Linked DNA regions of Capra hircus: region 2 is linked to region 1. The links are chromatin contacts, called in public Hi-C maps. All regions are on one chromosome and are shown on one strand. Each heading gives the region's core, a stretch centred on a gene start, on an enhancer-like site or on the middle of the called end of the contact. The rest is flanking DNA. Distances are from core to core; before and after follow the strand shown. Region 1 overlaps NCF4 (neutrophil cytosol factor 4). Region 2 overlaps CSF2RB (cytokine receptor common subunit beta).

Evidence for each region. A called contact is a pair of places that touch in the nucleus more often than the background predicts.
Region 2: a Hi-C map of blood shows a contact between it and region 1, with 3 times the contacts expected there. The contact joins two enhancer-like sites. A contact is called at or near these places in 4 of 5 Hi-C or Micro-C datasets (blood and liver).

What each region holds. Positions count from the first base shown.
Region 1 is chr5:73,958,105-73,964,831 of ARS1.2, forward strand. It overlaps NCF4 (neutrophil cytosol factor 4), which reads left to right. Exons shown (of 10, transcript XM_005680667.3): 6 at 496-553; 7 at 1,236-1,334; 8 at 3,252-3,382; 9 at 3,643-3,708; 10 at 4,886-5,323. The coding sequence ends at 5,081. Among named protein-coding and RNA genes, the nearest start is that of NCF4, 16 kb to the left of the region's middle. Within about 2 kb of position 3,472, at least 1 of the 5 cell types and tissues checked has an H3K27ac peak or open chromatin away from gene starts, as enhancers often do.
Region 2 is chr5:74,034,316-74,041,042 of ARS1.2, forward strand. It overlaps CSF2RB (cytokine receptor common subunit beta), which reads left to right. Exons shown (of 14, transcript XM_005680669.3): 4 at 2,144-2,334; 5 at 2,973-3,124; 6 at 3,207-3,375; 7 at 3,912-4,047; 8 at 4,208-4,362; 9 at 5,969-6,108. Among named protein-coding and RNA genes, the nearest start is that of CSF2RB, 14 kb to the left of the region's middle. Within about 2 kb of position 3,231, at least 1 of the 5 cell types and tissues checked has an H3K27ac peak or open chromatin away from gene starts, as enhancers often do.

The DNA of each region.
Region 1 (6,727 bases), core at 2,222-4,721:
AATTCAAGCTGATGAAATAGAGCTGCTGCTGCTAAGAATCCCAGGACAAGGCTCCTGAGCCCCACCTGCCCATCCAGCTCCTCCCTCTGTTCCGGCCAGTGTCTCCGAGTGTCCTTTCCAAGTCGTGCCTGGCCATTTCCCACAGGCACCCAGGCAGGTGTGGCCTGCATTCCAGCTGTGCCCCACAGCAGCGCTGGGTCCTGGAGTGGAGTTCAGCACTTTCTGAAGCCAATTTCCTCAGCCGGAAGATTAGGGGTTGAGTGTGGGGAGTAACGGGAAAGAGTTGGCAAGCTACGGCCCTAAGCAAATGTTTATCTGAGCCTCTGCTTTCTGGTCCACAGAGCGGGGTGCAGTCCCTCCTCCAGGGCGATGAGAGCTGGGGGTAGCGTGCTGGCACAGAGGAGCAATTGTAGCTGCATCTTTAACTCCTCTGCTGAGGCCCTTCTCTGGGCACAGAAGCAGGAGGGATGACAAGCCCCTCTTCTCTCTCCACAGAAAAAGCGAGTCCCCACAAGCTGCTGGCATTGACCGCATGGCAGCTCCACGAGCAGAGGTACCCTCCCACCTCACCACTGGGCAGCAGCCTGGCTCCACCTCCAGCCCCTGAGCCTGTCCTGCTGGTGCCCACTATGTGCCTAGGATGGGGGTTGGGTACAGGGCAGGTGGGGAGGGGAGGGAAAGGCCCACAGCCTCAGCCTCAGACACCTCAGAACCCCCAGCCAGAAGAGCGGAGGGCCTGTGATGAGCACACAGAGGCAGAGGGTACCAGCCAGCCAGCATTCATTCAGCAAGCTCAGCCCCGCCTTGGATACCAAAGCTTCAGAGGTGACTTAGACCAGGCCCTGTCCTCGAGGAGTTCACTGCTCCCCAGGGACACACTCTTAAACATGGGCATTTCAAAACCAATGTGGTCAATGCCCTGGGGACTATGGGTGTACAGGAGTCCCCAGTGAGGCCTGGGAGATGAGGAAGTTACCAAGTCCGGGGAGTTTGAACCCTTCCCTCTCTTGCTCATGCCCCCAGGCTTGGAAAGAGCACCTGCTCTGGAGTCAGGGAGACCTGGGTTCTAAACCTGGCTTCTCCCTAACAAATAGAGTGGAGCATCAGAAAGTCACTCATCCTCCCTGAGCCTCAGGTTCCTCATCTGTTAAATGCGACACTGAAGAATGTAAAGCACTGTGGTAGGAACTTGGTGAATGTTTCCTCCCTCCTTCCTTACCATTTTCTTCTCCCAGGCCCTGTTTGATTTCACTGGGAACAGCAAACATGAGCTGAATTTCAAAGTTGGAGATGTGATCTTCCTTCTCAGTCGGATCAATAAAGATTGGCTGGAGGTAAGTCTGGAAGTGAGCATGGAGGTGAGACTGAAGATGAGGAGGAAGTGAGGTTGCAGGTAAGTTGGAGGTGAAGTCGTTTTGATTCTGTGAGGGATCAGAGAAAGAGGAAGGATCTGAGACGGCCCCAGGGAAAAAATGCTGTCCAAAGGTGTAGATCGGGGAAGCCTGAGGAAATATTGTGTATGTGACTGAAGCAGAAGATTCTGGCACCTACACTTGCCTCTGACCCCATCAGTGGTCACATTAGAAAGTCAGTTAACCCTCTGAGTTTCATTTCTTGTTCTGTAACAGGGTCTCTCAGCCTGTTCACTCTGACACGTGGGAGCAGGCAGTTCTCTGTTGGGGTGCACCCCTGTGCACTGTGGGGTGTTTAATGGTGACCTTGGCATCCATCTGTTAGATGCCAGTAGCACCCCTCCAGCTGCAGCAGTCAAGTGTGTCCCCAGACCTCTGGCCCCAGAAGGCAGAATCACGCCCAGTGGAGACGTGCTGTTTGTAATCGGGTAAAGTTACTCACCACTCAGGGAGCGAGTGAAAGTGAGGTGGGAGACTCACTTGAACTCCAGCGTCTGACGTCACATCCTAGCTGTTTTTAGCTAGCTTTGTGACTTTGGGAAACTTACTCAACCGCGTGATTTCCTCTCCCGTAAATGGAGATAACCCTGGCTGTTTCTTCATAGGTTTCTGGGAAGGGTTGAAGGAGACGCAGATGTTCAGGGCTCGGCCTATATAGAGCCTGGGTGTGTGGCATCTTGACCACGCTTTGTCCCTGCCAGCAGCAAGCATGGTCCTTACAGAGGCTCAGAGCACAACTGAAGATGGAGCGGGTATCACCGAGTGGGAAGTCCTGGCCTCGTGCAGCCTTTTGGATTAAGTCCTCTTGTTATGAAAGACTCTCTTTTCTCAGGGCTCCTGAAGCGGTGCGTGAAGGAGCTTATGGAACAGGTCCCGAGGCAGGGCCAGCTGCCAGGGGTCTGGGAACCATTGAGGGAAGGGGACGGTCCCTGGCACCCAGGGGCTGGAGAGGAGTATGGGCCAACTGTTCATCTCACAACTTGGTTTGATTTTTTTACCCCAGTCCCGCAGCTCTGTCTCAGGTACTCACGAGCTCTGACAGCTGAAGGGTATTGCTGGGTCATTCTCCAGAAACAGGAAATGTTTGTTGACTTCTTGTTTTCTGAAGGTTCTGTGGGTCAGTATGCTAACTGACTTCTGGCTTCAGATGGATAGGAGGGTTAGGGGAAGAGCAAGGGTACTACCTCAGCCTCAGTTTATATGTCTGTAAAAGAGGCTGGAACAGTATGTCTTCCATAGGGTTATGAAGATTAAGAGAACAGGGGACAAAGCACAGCGATGGCTAGGTCTTGGCTGGATTTAGCAGAGAGGCCTGGCTGGAGGGAGAATTCTGGTTGTTTGGTCTAGAGCAGGTGGTGTCCATGGATGGATGGATGAATGAACGGGCCCCGACTCTCACCCCTCTCCCTCCCCTATCCCGTTTTCCTCCTGGACACCTACCACCATACGACTGCTCGTAAATTTCACCTGTTTACCTGTGCCTTGTCTGGAGCACAGTGGAAGCTCCAGGGGGGAGGGCAGGGATTTCCATCCCTTCTGAGTACCCAGAGCCTACCCCTTAGTTGGCACTCAAGAAATAGCCAAATGAATGACTGAGTGAGGGAATAAATGAATGAGATGAAAGCAGGTTTCCAGATAAATTCAGGTCTTGACTTGTTCAAAAACGTATTTCTTGGGGTGAACAGCTTGGTGACCTTGCCCACTTTTTCTCTTTCTTCTGCATAAGGGGACCCAGACCTTGTCTGCCTTTCCCCATCATTATAAACGGGCAGGACCCCGAGGCATGGCCCTGCTGCCTCTCCCAGCACCCACAGGGCAGTGTCTTCTTTCTTCCCTCAGGGCACTGTCCGGGGAACCACAGGCATCTTCCCAGTGTCCTTTGTGAAGATCCTCAAGGACTTCCCAGAGGAGGAAGACCCCACCAACTGGCTACGCTGCTACTACTACGAGGACACCATCAGCACCATCAAGTTGGTGGCCCGCTGGGAGGGAGGGATCTGTCCAGCTTCCCCGGCCCTCCCCAACCCCATCCCACCCCTGGGCTCCAAGACCCAAACCAGATCACATGTTCCCCGACCAAACACACACACCTGAAAACCCGCAGTGGCTCCCACCATCCTCCAGATAAGTCATACCCCGTCACAAGACTTCCAGTGTGACCTGGCCAGCCTCGTTCCCTTGTCCCCCTCCTGGCCGGCTGCCTCCTTACTCCTGCCCACTCTCTCCTTAGGGACATTGCAGTGGAGGAGGACCTCAGCAGCACCCCTCTCTTCAAGGACTTGCTGGAGCTCATGAGGTGAGGGGCTAGGGTGGGAGTTTTGAGGGGCATCAGACACCCTGCAGCAGAGAACAGAGGGAGGAACACGGCACATTCAAGGACTGGGCGTTTTGTGTCTATTTCACCTTTTTGTTTTATCCACAGCCCAGCCCTGCAGGCTGGGTATCAGCTCACCACATTAGAGATGAGGGGGGAGGGGTGCTGCAGAGAGGTAAAGGGGCTTGCGGTTTGTGGGCCTGGATTTGCTGAAGTTTTTCCAAGTCAAAACCTTGGACTTGAACCCTCCTCCATCAGGGAACCACCACCTCCCAAGACCCAGTTATGAACAGTTGCATTACAGAATGGAAATAGCATTGTCATATTCCTGACTGTAAAAGTAATATCTATTCATTACTTTTTAAAAAGAATGTCAGAAGTCATGGAAAAGTATAAAGAAGTGAAATCACCTCATTTTTACTCCTCTCATTATCTGATGTGCATTCATATTTCTTCAGCTCACACCCCACCTGCACCCCACTCTCCATAATTTTATTATTTAGTTGGCTTCAGAGCATTGTTCTGTGGCTGCACCATAACTAAAGCAGCTATCCCCTTTTGTTGGCATTTAAGTTATCTTCCACTTTTTCACTATACTACTGTGAATAGTGCTGTGATTCGTCTATTTGATGTCTTGCCTGATTATTTCCTTAGGATGACTTTCTAGAAGTGAGGTTTGGGGATCAAGGTGTTTGCAAGTCAGATAGAGCTCCTGACTCATTTTGTCAGATTTACCAGTGGAAAGTCTGAATGGCTGTTCACCCGTCTGCCTGTACCCAGATCAGACACTTCCAGTCCTTCATGAGTTCTTTGTGGCCACACACAGGGCTGTCTCAGGACCTTTATCCTCCTCTACTCTGTGCTCAATAAAACCCACTTCTCTTCCCTATGACAGTTCTTAAGTCTTCAGCGCACTATGAGACATTTCAAGCTATTCCATGAATTTATTGTGAAAGTCCCAGTTTCCCCTGGAGGTCTCAGTTTCCCCATCTGTACAATGGGAGATTGGACCACTCGGATGATAGAACCAGTGTCCGTCTCTGACCTCTTCCAATTCTTAGATCCCGGCCCTAAATCTCCCTTCATCCCCTCTCCCTGCTCCCACACCTAGGCCTAAAGGCTACTGGACCTTTCCCGAACCCTGATCTCTCCCATCCAGGAGGGAGTTCCAGAGAGAGGACATCGCCCTCAACTACCAGGATGCTGAGGGGGACCTGGTTCGGCTGCTGTCGGATGAGGATGTGAGGCTCATGGTGAAGCGGGCCCGAGGTCTCCCCTCCCAGAGGCGTCTCTTCCCCTGGAAGCTGCATGTCACCCAGGAGGACAACTACAAGGTCTACAATACGGTCCCCTGAGCCAGTGGTGTCCCTGGGGCAGTGAGGGGACTCCTGGCAAAGATCTCTCTGAGGGGATTAGGACCAAGAAAGACTGGGCGTGTGGGACAGACTTCCTGGTTCTGAGTTGGACAGACCTGCTGACCTTGGCTTGTACATTTGGTCTCTGAATTAAATAAACCATTTCATCTCAAAGGAGCAGGCTGAGGAAGAGAATGTCTTTGGAAGAAAGAGGAGAGGAAGTAAAAACCCATTCATGAGTATCACTGAGGGATCATTTATATACAGAAGTGGGCCCTGGCTTTGAGCCTCTAATTCAGCCACCTGTTTCCTCACCTTGTCCCCTTGTGTGGTGAAACCCAGTGACACTCCTGTCCCTTCTGGTCACTCCCTTTTAAACCCTTTCCTAGGAGTAACCACTTGCCTCATGGAAGTCATCTTTCCCTGGGTACCCTCAGGGTCAGGCCAACACCAAGCCCTCTGTGTGACCAAGGTCAGGGGCTTCCTCTGCCCTCTTATTCCTGCTACTCTGCAGAAGGGCAGAGACCTGAGTTGTGGTGTTGGTGGTCTTCATTGTAAGTAAGGGGTGAAGGGAGGGTGGACTCTGGCCCCCCTGGGGAGGAAGAAGAAGCAGAATGGCAGGATCTCCCTCTGTGAGCTGAAGCCTTTTCTCTCCTAAGCAGACAAAATGTCAGTAGGTATCACCTTCAGTAAGACTGCAGGAGGGGCTTGGCAGATGCCTCTTCTCAGTGAAACAAACATTTAACTGATTAAAAAGTACTAAAAACCAACCATTGAAAGTTTAGAGGCCCTACTGCTGCAGCACAATGAGACCCTAGATAGCACACGCTCTTTGAAGAATCATGAGCCTAAGAAGAAGCAGTGGGTTCTCCAATGATCCTCCCATACCACTACCCACCCCTGCTGAAAAAAAAAAAAATCCCATGATAAGACCTGGGGTCAGAACCCAGAGACTCTGGGAGGTTGTTCTGGAATGCAGAAGCAGTGCTACTGTTAGAATGCTGAGGCCCAGGGAGGCCATGGCATAAAGAGCATGGACCAGGGGCTCTTGTGCTAGATCAAGGCCTAGGGGTAAAGGATGAGGTGATTCCGAGAGAGTGGTATCCCTGCCTCTAAGCAGAAAAAAGTCCCCTCTGGAGTGATGTGTTCCCAGTTAGGCTGACTGGAGCCACTTGAATTAAAATGCAATAAAATCTCCTAGTCAAAGATCACTGAATCTCTGTGAGTGACAATAGGCAGTGAGAATAAATGATAGCTTTAGACTCCCAGGGTCTGCAGATTATTGAACTCCATGGCTAAAGTGTTCAAAGAAATAAAGGATGAAATCATAAAAATGAACAACCTAAAGTGAATGACCAGGCAGATTTGCAAAAGAAAAATGGTGTATGTATGGGTGTATGTGTGTGTACATCTGTTGAGGCAGAAAAGACAGTGAATGCGTTAAACAGCATCAAAACATTACACACAGGTGATGAGAAAATTAGTGAATTGAAAGATAAAACCAGAAATTACGCAGAATATAACAGAGAGACAAGTAGTTGGAGAGTATAAAGATGGAATTAAGAGATGTAAACAATAGAATGAGATTAAAAAAAATCAGGATCTCAGTATGAGAAAATAAAGAAAATGGCAAAGAGGTTATGTTT
Region 2 (6,727 bases), core at 1,981-4,480, 76 kb after region 1:
GCAGGACCAGTGTCCTGTGTCCAGCCTGCAAGGCTAAGCACCATGTCTCCCCCAGGCCCTGCTGCCTCTGGAGTGGGGGCTTCTCTCGCCTCACCTAGTCTCCAGGGCATAGCCCATTTGGGAAGGTACTCCCACCATTCTGGGATCCAGTGATAGTCTAACTCACCATAATGGAAGTAATTAAACAGCAGGCATCACAGGGTCTCGGGAGACCCCTGACGACCTCCCCTTGGAAGAAGCGCTTTCGCTCCACAGCATCATTGCCCCTACACTCTCTCCCTGCTCTCCCCAGAGCCTCCATCCTCCTTGTCCACTGCCCCCATCCCCATCCTCAGCTGTGGCCTGCCTCCTCCTGCACTGGGACACCAGAAGAGAAGCTTCCCAGCACCTCCCCCCACCATGGCCTTCCACCTCCCTGGATATTCCCTGCAGTGATGGCCTGTCCCAGGCCTGTCTGAGGCCAGAGCCGGGGTCCCACTTGGTCTTGCTGCTCAAGGACATCACTGCCATCCCAGTCTCCACTGTCCCCATGCTGTGGAGGGACACTGTCCCGGATCCACTTACAGATGCCAACCAGACTGCAGCTCAGGGCCTCGCGAGCCCAGTCTCCTAGCCCGGCTGTCCACTCTCTGCTTCCCTCTGAGGGAACCTCCTGTAAAGAGTGGTCTGGAGCCCTGTTTCCAGTGCCTCTCAGGTGCTTCCTCCAGAGCCCACTCTCCCAGGACTCTGCTGCCCCCAGCAGGCCATTTAAACTGCTCCTGCTGGAGTCATGATGCCCACTTGGTGAAAATCAGTGGTTAGTCCTGGCCTTTTCCCCACACACCCGCAGGCAGCACCTGACAAGGACCGGCTGGGCCCAAGCACGAGGCACCATGGCACCTCCCTCCCTGACCCTGGCCAGCACCCGGGCCCTTCCCCACATCCCCCTGGCCTGCCCTTTTCTGTCTCCTAGTCTGTTCCCTACTCTGAAGGGGATGAGGTCCCAGGGCTCTTGGACCTCCATTTTCTTGCATCTGGATCCAGCGGCAGAGATCCAGCCCCAGACTATGGTTCTGACCCAGACATGCTCTCTCCAGCCTGGACCTTTCCCGAAGTTCCAGAACCACAGGTGCACTTGCCTGTCCTCATTGTCCCTTATAGTCTTTAACTTCAAGTGTCCTAAACAAGTTCCTGCTCTGCCTCCCAAAGACAGCCCCTTTGCTAGATTCCCATCTCAGCTCACCAAAGTGGAGCTTCCAGGGGCTCAAGCCAGACAAATGGGGGCAGTCTTTTATTTTTTGCATTCCAGTCTCCTTTCCCTCCTTTCCTTCTTCACCGCAGCGTTCAATCCATCAGCAAATGTGATCTACTTCATCTTCAAATAGAAAGTGAATCTGGCTAACACCTGATTCAGACCACTTCTTATCACTGAGATAGTCCAGAAGCCTCCTAACTTGTCCCTCTGCTTCCAGTATTGCCGCCCCCCACCCCCTGCAACCCAAGTCAATCTATCCACAGCTCAGCAGCCACAGGAATCCTTTCAAAATGTGTGTCAAAACAGCACTCCTTTGCTCATAACTCTCAATTTTCCTCACTTCCAGTGAATTCAAAATTCCTTACATTCCTTTTAAGCACTGACCTTCTGTAACCTCACTCTGCTAGGCTCCTGGACCTCCCACCCTCACATCTCTACTCTGCATGCACTGTTAATTGCCTAGTCACACAACATCCCAAACCTATGCCTACCCCAGGACCTTTGCACTTGCTGTTCCTTTTCCTTGAAATCCTCTTTCCCCAGATTTGGCATGGTTCCCTCCCTGATCTTCAAGTTTCTGCTCAGATGTCACCTTCTCCAAGAGGTCTTCCCTACCTCTTTTACTTCAAATTGTATCCCCAGGCCAGCCCTTCTGGCCTGCTCACACCTCTTTCCTTCCTGACTTGTCTATGTACGCTTCTCTCCATTTGACATGTGACATCATTCCTTCATTGCTTTGTGTATGTCTGCCTCTATTAGGATGTCTGCACTGTAGACAGGGATTTGCATGTGTTTTGTTTCCTGCCAGGCTCCCTGGTACTAAACAAAGCCTTACACGTAGGAACCACCCGTTAATATTTGTGAGCGAGTGATTCTTCTCTCTCGGCTAACCTTATCCTCTCCTGGCAGGGACCATCCACAGCGAGTGTCCTGCAATCTTAGTGACGACAAGCCCTGGTTAAACAGCCCTTGTCCTGGCTGTGTACCCAGAAAATGTGTTATTCCTTACCGAAACTTTGTCCTTGCCGACTATGACTACTTCTCATTCCAACCGGACCAGCCTCTGGTCACTGAGCTCACCGTTAATCTGAGTCAGCATGGTAAGGCCTGGGGTCCCTGGCCAAGCGTAGTCCCCTGTGAGGACAGAGAACCCTGGAGTGCCCACAAGTGCCTGGCCTACTTGGGGAGGCAGATGTGGAAACATCTAATCCTCCAGGGTTGTCAGGACCATACAAAGGATGTGGTGGGCCAGGAAAAGGAACAAGGGATTCTGCCTTGGGGAGAGGACCCAAGAAGTTTCCAGAGAAGGATACACATCTGCTGGGTACTGAGAGGTGCAGGATGACCCTGGGCAGAGGAACTAGTTAAGTGTGGCCTGAAGAGGGAGTTACAGGAGTCACAGTGCCCTCTGCTGGTGGCCACACAGGCCACCTCGTGGACCGTGGGGACAGAAGGAAGCTAGCTCCCTCTGGAGTTTAATTTGAGCACCTTTTATGGAGTCTATGTTCTGAGGCCTAGGAATCTGCACAGCTTCATTCATGTTCACGCTGAATCCCCACGATTTAGCGGAAGGCAGTCTGAGGTCCATGGAGAAGAGGGGTCTGTCCAAGGTCACTCAGCCAGTGGGAGCAGTGCCTGGCCTGGGACCCAGGCCTATCCACACATGGGCCACAGAGGACCTTCACCTCCCACACAGTCATCCAGCCCCTTAGGGACCCTTTCCTTCCTGTCCCTCCAGTGCAGCCCCCCACACCCAAGGACCTCAGCGTCACGACTACCAGGGAGAGTCTCCTGCTGTCCTGGAGGATAGCCCATGAGGGTTTCCAGAGCCACTGGCTATCCAGCCTGGAGTTTGAGGTGGCCTACAAGCGGCTTCAGGACTCCTGGGAGGTAGGGAGCCCACCAACTGTGCCCCAAACCCACAGGTACCCGGCCCAGCCGGCCCTGCTCAAACAGCCCCTCTCCCCTCCAGGATGCCCACACCATCCACTCCACGTCCCCCCAGGCCATCTTGGAGCTAAAGTACCTCCTGCCCAGCAGCACCTACGTGGCCCGAGTGTGCACCAGGCTGGCCCCAGGCTCGGGGCTCTCAGGACGACCCAGCCAGTGGAGCCAGGAGGTTTCCTGGAACTCCCAGCCAGGTGACAGAGTTGGGACAATGCTCCCTTGTGGAGAGGGGAGCTCATTACAGCTCCAGGACAGGCGTCCACTGTCCACACAAGAGGATCCTTGGGTGCTCTGTGTTCAGCGTGGCTTCCTTGGACCCACCCCATCCCTACTGTGACTCTGCAGAGGCAGCGGCTGCATCTGACTCACCCCCAGGCCCCAGTTTGCTGTCCACGTTCTGTGGAGGAATAATTACAATTTAATCACAATGGCATATGGGCAGCTGTGTTTTCATGAGGGCTGCACGACATGTGGACACACCAACACAACGGTGTTATTTAATAAATCCCCAAACCCCGAGGCTGAGAGGTCCTCCCCATTTTGCACAAGGGGTGTGAAGTTTCACAGAATTCACCCTCTGACCTGAGGTCACACGGCTGGCATGTCAGGCTGAGTTTAACCCCTGATGTTTTTAGCCCCACAATCTCTCTGTGACGAGTCTCATGGTAAGCCCACTGAAGGCTAGGAATGAATGAATGAGGACTGAAGGAGGGTTTGTTCTCCCTCCCAGGGGATAAGGCCCAGCCTCAGAACCTGCAGTGCTTCTTTGACGGGGCCGCCCTGCTTACTTGCACCTGGGAAGTGAGGTCCGAGGTAACCCGCTCTGTCTCCTTCACCCTCTTCTACAAGACCGGCCCTGATGCACGGTGAGTGTTCCCTGCCTCTGTCCCCTCCCCGCCTCTAAGCCTCACCCTCTCCAGGCCTCCTCCTGCCCCTGGAGCCCAGCAGAAGCCACAGCTCCCCCTGAGGTCTCACCCCTCACATAGCCCTGCCTCCCCCTGCCCTGACCTCTGCCGTGATCCTCAGGGAGGAAGAATGTTCTCCTGTGCAGAAGGAGACTGGCAGTCCCTATATCCGGCACCGATGCCAGATTCCTGTGCCTGACCCCAGGAACTACAGCCAGTACCTCGTCTCTGTTCGACCAAAGATGGAAGAGAAACTTATAAAGAGCTCAGACAACAGTGAGTTTGCCCCTAGCCTTCTGTGTGGAGCATCTCCCAACAGCACTGTTCCGTTCCTCATGGTCCGGACTTCATGTGTGTTTGTCAGTTTCAATGAAATACCCCAGGGAGCCAAATGGAACAAAAATGATTCCAGTCTATCCTGGAAGTTCTCAAGAAGCAATAATGCAACAATGACAAATAACATGAAGGAAGATGCAACTGATATTCCTCAAGAATATCAGTATTAAAACACCTTTGATCTCAGTCTTTTAGCTCTATCTGCCCTGGTGGCTCAGATGGTTAAGAATCTGCCTGCAAAGCAGGAAACCCCGGTTCAGTCCCTGTGTTGGGAAGATCCTCCGGAGAATGGAATGGCTACTAACTCCAGTGTTCTTGCCAGGAGAATTCCATGGACAGAGAAGCCTGGTGGGCTATAGTCCATGGGGTCACAAAGAGTCAGACATGACTGAGCTACTAACACTTTCACTTTATTTTCCCCTCCAACTTCTCAGTTGCTCAAAAGTTCCTACTTCTGCCCATGACCTCCTGGTCTTCCCACCGATTTTTCCTTTTCTTTCCCAGATTGGATTTTTCTTTTTTAAGTTTCCAAAGTCCTCCCCAGATTGATATTTTCAGAGTTAATAATAATTCATCTGTGATTTACTTCTTATGTTGGGTGCTGATGCTGCTAAGTCACTTCAGTCATGTCCAACTCTGTGCGACCCCATAGACGGCAGCCCGCCAGGCTCCCCCGTCCCTAGGATTCTCTAGGCAAGAACACTGGAATGGCTTGCCATTTCCTTCTCCAATGCATGAAAGTGAAAAGTGAAAGTGAAGTCGCTCAGTCATGTCCAACCCTCAGCGACCCCATGGACTGCAGCCTTCCAGGCTCCTCCGTCCCTGGGATTTTCCAGGCAAGAGTACTGGAGTGGGCTGCCATACCAGGGAGTATGCAAATGGACTGTGGTTCCTTGCAGGCTAAGCTCCCCAGTTCCTGTTACACAGAGAGGACCTCATGCAGAGGAAACTCCTGCATTGCTTCTCAATAATCAAGTTCTTCTTCCCAATCTCTAGTGTGTGTCAGGGACAGCAGCTGATTTGTCTTAGTTACCTGGGTTTAAATCCACTACTTATTGTTTGGGATCTTCCATGCAATCTTTGTCTCTACCACTTGATAGCTGCCTGTCCTTGGAAAGTTACCTAATCATTGTGGGGCTCAATTGTCTGAAAAGTGGACAGATTCAGAGTACTTACTACATCCAGTTGTTATAACTGAGTGAAATTATTCATATAAATTTAGCATGTATAATAATGCTTAGAACAGTGTCAATACTCTAGGTTAGAATAAATTAACAGTACATTTATTTCTATTTAAATACTAGGGGTAACCCATTCTTTTGGTCACCTCACCACAAAACAAGTGTATATTAACATCTCCCAAGAGAAGGGCATTTCAGGTCAAAATAGATGACATGGTGAAACCAGGGTGCAAAGACCCTAAGATGGGCGGGATCTGGGGTCCTGGGTTAATGGAGAGAGCACCTGTGATGAGCACGGAACACAAGAAATGTTCCACTGGAGGAATATTAGAAACAATAGGCCTTAAAAGTTTTCCTCCCTCCAGTCCAGATGGCTCCCCCAACCCTCAACGTGACCAAGGGCAGAGATGGCTACATCCTGCACTGGAAAGAAGAAAAAATGAGCTACTCACACATAGCTTGCATCTTCCAGGTCCAGTACAAGAAAGAAGGAGCCTCATGGGAGGTGAGAGCCTGTGTCCCAGGAGGGGCCTGGAGGGGAGGAAAGGGCAGTGAGACAACACTTGGGAAAATGTCACCTGCCGGATACCTGGCTCCCAGCACATGACCAGCCTCAGAGAGCCACTGGGACTTGGCGGTCACTCCAAGAGTCTCATTGTCTCTTCCTTTGGTGAAGGAACTGAGACTCACAGAGATGATGTGAACTTGGCCAAAATGTACACATGACCCTGAGTTGCAAAGGGGGCATAGACATCAGGAGGGGGAGAGCTGAGAGGCAGCTGGAGGATGGGTTTTCAAAAGTCACAATAAGGTGACACTTCTTCATAAGAATCTCATCCAGAATGCAAATGTGCAGTTGCTAAGAGCAGAGCAGCTCCTGGGGAGGCCGGCAGGGCCTCAGCCCAGGGCTCAGTATCTTGCCCCGGCCCTCAGGCAGCCGCTGGGGCCTGTGGACAGAACCTGGGACACCACAGAGGGCAGACCAGAAACCTCAGAGCCAGCCCCAGAATTTTCGGCTAGAAATGGGGAAACTGAAGCCAGGAGGAAGTGGGTTAGTGGTGGAGCTGGGAGTGGTCCTTGGGCTCCTGAACATCTGTTTGATGGTCCAGGTTTCGATCACCCTG